Linked DNA regions of Gossypium hirsutum: region 1 is linked to region 2. A link is a contact called in public Hi-C data. All regions are on one chromosome and are shown on one strand. The core of a region is the stretch at or near the end of the contact, and the rest is flanking DNA. Distances in the headings are between cores, read along the strand shown.

The links. A called contact is a pair of places that touch in the nucleus more often than the background predicts.
Region 1: a Hi-C map of leaf shows a contact between it and region 2, with 1.8 times the contacts expected there. The contact joins the promoter of LOC107946052 here to the promoter of LOC107913551 in region 2. A contact is called at or near these places in 3 of 34 Hi-C or Micro-C datasets (callus and leaf).

The regions. Positions count from the first base shown.
Region 1 is chrD11:45,826,353-45,829,323 of Gossypium_hirsutum_v2.1, reverse strand. It overlaps LOC107946052 (nucleotide-sugar uncharacterized transporter 1), which reads left to right and starts at 1,641. Exons shown (of 6, transcript XM_016880256.2): 1 at 1,641-1,955. The coding sequence starts at 1,938.
Region 2 is chrD11:45,602,696-45,605,748 of Gossypium_hirsutum_v2.1, reverse strand. It overlaps LOC107913551, which reads right to left and starts at 1,464. Exons shown (of 11, transcript XM_016842178.2): 1 at 1,222-1,464; 2 at 908-998; 3 at 402-621; 4 at 71-173. The coding sequence starts at 1,300. LOC107913553 (pentatricopeptide repeat-containing protein At4g21190-like) reads left to right here and starts at 2,860. Exons shown (of 6, transcript NM_001327087.1): 1 at 2,860-2,914.

The sequences.
Region 1 (2,971 bases), core at 392-2,891, 220 kb before region 2:
TATAAAAATCAATTTCAATGCCAACTTTAATAGGGATCTCTTTAGAGCAGGCTCAGGAGTGGTTGCTATAGATGGAAGGGGCAAAGTGATCGCCTCCAAAGCAACCATCCATGAGAACGTCGGTTCGACTTTTGCAACAGAAGCATATGCATGTTTAGAGGTAGTAAAACTGGAGTTAAAACTAAAAGATCGTAAAATCCATATTGAAGGGGGCTCGATATCAATCATTAAGAAATGCATTTCAGATTCCAAAGACAAATCAGAAATATGTTCTATTATCCAAGACATAAAGGCTCTACAGAGAAAGTTTAGATTTCTCAAATTCCAACATGTTCGTTGCAAAGCAAATAATCTGGCAGACACTATAGCTACTGAAAGCTTGAAGAAAAGGAAAGGGTTTTACTTGGAAGGCTCAGTGCCAAGATATGCAGTTAAAGCACTAGAAGATGATTGGATCAGAGAACCAAACTGAAGTTTTTGAGGAAAGACAATGTTTGCTCCCTGGGATTCAAAAAATCGGAGAAGAAATGTTTTTTGGAGGAAATGAATATCAGGAAACTAGGGGAGCGTTTTGGACGAAAAATGGGTTTTTGGAAAAGATAAACCGTCGGGTAATTATGGCTGGATAGATGATGGGATGGATGATGGCTTTTTCGAGGAAGTGGGCTTTTAATGCTTTGTTTTTTCTTTAATAATGTTTTTTTCTCCTTCTCTCTTTTTAATGTTGTTATTGAAAACTTGTTAGGTTTCTATGGTGGGCTGTGAAGTGGCCTTTGGACATGAGGCTTGTTTCTCTGTTCATTTTTTTTTAATGACAGCCTAGTTCGATTTTGCTCAAAAAAAATGTTAGGGAATGAATTGAAAAGGTTTAAATTTAGATAAACACGAGAAAAATTTTTGAGAGATATATTTGAGTAATTTAAATAAGAATTTTATATAAAATTTTAAGTTTATTATTTTTAAAAAAATAAAAAATAAGGATTTATTATTGTTATTCTTATATTTTTAATGGCTATTTAAAGTTAATTTTAACAGGAACAGACCTAACATGTAAATAGACTAAAAGTTGAAAAATATTTACGGCGGCTTCACCTATTTTCCAAACAATCTAAAAAGAGAAATTGCTTCATAATGTCCCTGAATGTTTTATATAATAACACTTCAATCTATTAGTGCCAATTGAATTATTTATGTACATGACTTTTAAATTGGATGATAAAAAAAATTAGGTTAGTTTAAAAAAAAAGCCACAGTTGTGGAGAGCTCAGGAGGCGTATTGACATAGTACCCATTTGCCCACTTTGTAACAGCAAGGAAGAGGATGCTTAACTTCTGTTTGTCAAATGTAAATTTGCTACAGATGTCTAGTTTGAGTGGATCCAAAACTTCTTGGAAATGGGCAAAGATTATTTTTAGTACTGAAGGTCAAATTTTCTAAGCAAGATTCAATAACATCTCGTGCGCAATCTGGAGAACCTGTAACCAAGAGTTGTTCAAAAGAACTAAGACCTCACCCTTTTAAAGCACTTTGTCGAGCCAATCATTTGTTTAACCATAAAATGTGATGCAGGCTTATAACAGTGAAATACAATTATTGATCGAGGGCACCGCAGGCAAAGCCACCAGCAACGACAAATCAAGGAAACTACCACAGACAAATCAAATAATAATTAAAGGAATTTACAATCAAAAAAATATTTCTACCCCAAGGGCAAAGCAAAAAGTATTTAATTTAAAAATAAGAAAAACAAAGACCTTGGCCGGCTGGTCAACATCCTAACATTTCCTTGGTTTTGAACTCGATTGCAATGGCAATCGGCTCTGCTTCTCCTCCTTGTAAAACATATAACGCACCAAAACTTGAAGTCAAAAAATGCGGCGCATGAATCAGATTTTGGGCCTTTTCTTTAGTAAAGATGTGAGGAAGCAAAACCCTAATGATTTTGCTAAACCAGGTAATTACATTATTACTTTAAATTTTATTTTTATTTTTCGTTTTCGTGTTCCTTTTTTGCTTAGAAATACGTTTGCTGCTAAGCGTTAATTCGCCAGTCTTGGTTGCTTCTGTTTCATTAGAATTTCCGTCAATGACCCTATTAGTATATATATATTTGAATTTTGGGTGAGAAGTTGTAGTATTTATTGAAGCAAACTTTGTATGACAGTGTCTTCAACGGTACATACTGATGGTTAGAACTTGAGATTCCAATTTTGAAGTTTCAGGTTTAAATTTTTGGGATGGAAGTTGAGGTTTGGCCGTTTAGGCTGGGAAATTGTGGCTTCCATTATTTACCTCAAGACCTATGGACCTTGGAATTTACTAGGGAAAGTAAAGGAAAAGAAAGGAATGTTAAAAGAGAGAACATTATGTATGTTTATTTTGTTTCGATATATAAAATTAGTAAAGCAAAGTAATATTTACAATTTTTGGTTGGTTAAACTGAGAAAAGCCAAGGAAATGATTGATTATAATGATTTTTCCTAATTATGTCATTTTGTAAAATAATTTATATAAAAAATTAATAGGATAAAATGAAATATCACATCAGTAACCTCATTTTTCTTTTTCTAGCTTTTCCTTCAAGTTGGGTAATTAAAAACTAATGGTGAGTTTGAATGAGCGATTGGGTGCGGTGCGGTACGGTACATTTAGCTTATTTTTTGTCTCACGTTACAGTATCGTTACAGTATCTAATCTCACCGTCACCGCTATTTTTACACTAACCACAGGTAAACACACCGCCCATCCAAACTCACCCTAAGTAATTTAAGGGAAAGCTAGGGAAATTCAACTCCCTTTACTTTCCTTAAACTATTCAAACAAGGGAAATGGTGTTACTTTCCTTTTCTTAATTTTAATGCAATCCAAACATAGTGTTAGAGACTAACTTGAATTTGATCGTTATTTTACCTCCATAATCCTGGAGATAGATTCAATTTTGGGTTGCCCGATACACTAAATGTCTCTATA
Region 2 (3,053 bases), core at 215-2,714:
AGAGGAAAATTTCAATTTGCTTACTGAGGCAGCTAGGCTTAAATACTTCAGACCGGAACAGTCAACTTACTTCCATGTTCATCGGTTGCATAAGGCAAGTCTGGCCACATAATATTTTCATGAACTTCATCATTGATCATCCCTGTAAACATAACTGTTGCTTTACTATTCACCTGAAAATGGCATGCTACAGCCTACGTTAGCCAAACAAACAGATTGAGAAGCAGGAATCGAAGCATAAGAGTACATCTTCCAAGTGTCAACCAAACCAAATTGCAGAAAAGACATCTAAATTACTTTTCTTCAACAATAACAGAAAAGAAAACCATGTACAAACATATTCATTACATTAATGCCATTCCTTCGGATGTTGATTCAGTAATGAACAATGAATGCAATACCTCAATGATCGTCCTAGAGGTTTCTGCAGCTGTGAGTGTAGCATCATTGCTCTTTTTAGATGTAGCCTCACCAATATCCTCAAACGGATGGTAATGCGACCTTCCTTTATGCTTTGCAGGATCGGATGCTGAACCTAAATGCTCAGCGGTTGCCCGAATGTTATTCTTTACGAGGGTCCTTCTCGAAAGGGAAGCTTTATTTAGTCTTGGAAATCCTTTCCTGCAAACAACTCTAGCCTTAACAATCATAACTACTATTCTCTGCAGAACATATTACAAAAAGAAAAAAAAATCCCAAAAAAAAAATCCCCAAAAAAAAAGTCCCCCCTTTTAGGATTAGACTTGAACCAATTTATGATATTTTACTGATAATTCACCATTCCATATTTCTTTTCATTTGGAGTCTAAAAATAAGCTAGTAAGATAAAATTTAAATTCAGAAGAGAAAAAGAAAAACCCCGAAGGATAACAACTAGCAAAAGCAAAATATTAATTAAACATAGTACCAAGTTATGCCAAAGCCGCCATGGCAAAACAGCCGGCGGCAGGAGACGTGGCAACTAGTAACCTCACCGGAATTGCACATAGGACGATAATCTACTCAAACAGTACATGCACAATATATACCAAAAAAAGGAAGTTAAGTCTCAATTTGGCAGCCGTGAAAATGAAAGAACATTTTAAAATAAAAAACTAAACATATAGCCGATCGTTGCAGCACAGTGAAGTTGAACTGCATCTGTAATTCAGCTTTTTCTAGAAGTTGTTTATGATATTCGAAAATGTAAAAGAGAGAAGGAGAAGGACAGGGAGGAGTTACTGTGAAAGGCGGAGGAGGAGCAGAAATTGGTTGGGGTGGGAAATCGGACGGCCATAGCTGATTCAATCATCAACATCATTTAAAAAAATTAGGGAAAAAAATAGACAGAAAATTAATTAGGTTGGTTTGGTGATGCATAAAGCGTCCATTCTCTTCGAAGAGCTAACGTGAGAAGATGAGGTATATGGGTAGAGTTCGTCTGCGGCGAATGAGATTTTGTATTGCCTGCAACCGTACACGTTGTCAAAAATAACTGGATGTAAAATTCTAAATAATGTTATGTGGGAAGGAGAAAAAATAAGGTTAAAATCTGCTGTTAGTCCTTGTATTTTGACAAATTTTGATATTTAAGTTAAATACTTAATCTTTCTACTCTAATCATGATTATTGTTGGTAATTTTTATCAAAATTTATTAACTTAACAAACTTATTTTTTTACCAATCATATGCTGCGTCATATGAGGATATTTCCTCAAAATGCTAAATTAACAATTTTTTTAGGGAAAACTAAAGATAACTTAATGATAAGACTAGATTTTTAAATTAAATTTTTTATAAAAATTAAATTTTTAATTTTTTTAAATATAAGAACTAAATTTTAAATTTTATTAAATTAAAAGGATTAACAATATATTTTAACAAAAAATTAAATAAGCCAAATTATTTATTTAAGTTAAAATGTGTCTATGTCTAGACATGTTCATTGATCAAGTCACCCGGCCCCGAAAGCCTGCCCGAAAAGCGGACTTGAAAATTAGACTTGGGCAAAAAAATAAGGCCCTTTTAGAAAGCTGGTAGAGCCTCGAGTAAGGCTTTTTTGGCCCAAGCCCAACCCAACTATGCAAAAAAAACTTGTTGTTTTTTATTATTTTGTTGCTATTTTCTTGTTATTTTTTACTATTTTGCTACTATTTTAATATTATTTTGTTGTTATTGTTTGAATATTGTATAACTCAGTATTTGCTTATTAAGTTGCACCTATCTTAATATTATTTAAGTATAATTTTTAAATTTTTTAATTTGTTGAGAAATATTTATTTTAATATTTTTAGTATATTTGATGTGTTATATATTTTTTAAAAAATTATATAAAAATAATAATATAAAAAAATTAATACAGCCAGATCAGACTCAAGTTTTAGCATTTTTATCGAGATCAAGCTTGGACAAAATTTTTAGCCCGTTTTTCAGGTCAGGCCTAGCCCAAGCCTAAAATTCTGGTTGGACCTAACTCGGACCTAGCCTAGCCCATAGACACCTCTACCTATGTCCATGTATTTTTTAAAAATTAGGAATTTAGTCCATTTCAATATTCAAGCATAATTGTTTACAATATTTTTTTATTAAATTCATGTTAATTATAATATATCTTTTAAAATCAGGTTAATTATAACAGCAAATTCAACAGTATTAATACTGAGTTGAACTTGTCAATGGCAGAGGAACTAAATTCCTAGAAATATAAGAACAGGGACTAAGTTTCTAATTTTTGAAAAGTACGGGACTATTGACAGATTTTAACCATTTATTTATTCTTATTGTTTGGGCAATTAGGAAATAAAAAGAAACTGGAAAAAAACCCGAAACTAAGGGAAAAAAGGAAAGAAAAAAATCTTCCATCTACAACGCTGAAGCAAACTCTCGAGTCTCAACCTTGAAATTTGCTGGTTCTTAAACCCTCAAGAAATAACCGGTATTCCTCTTTCAGTTTCTGTCTCGTTTAAGCAATTGCGTTTGGTTGCTGAGAAAATGCTGAATATATAAGTTTAAGCATTTCTTTTAAGATTTTCTTGAAGCAATAAAATTGTTTAGTGGATGGCAACTAATGCTAC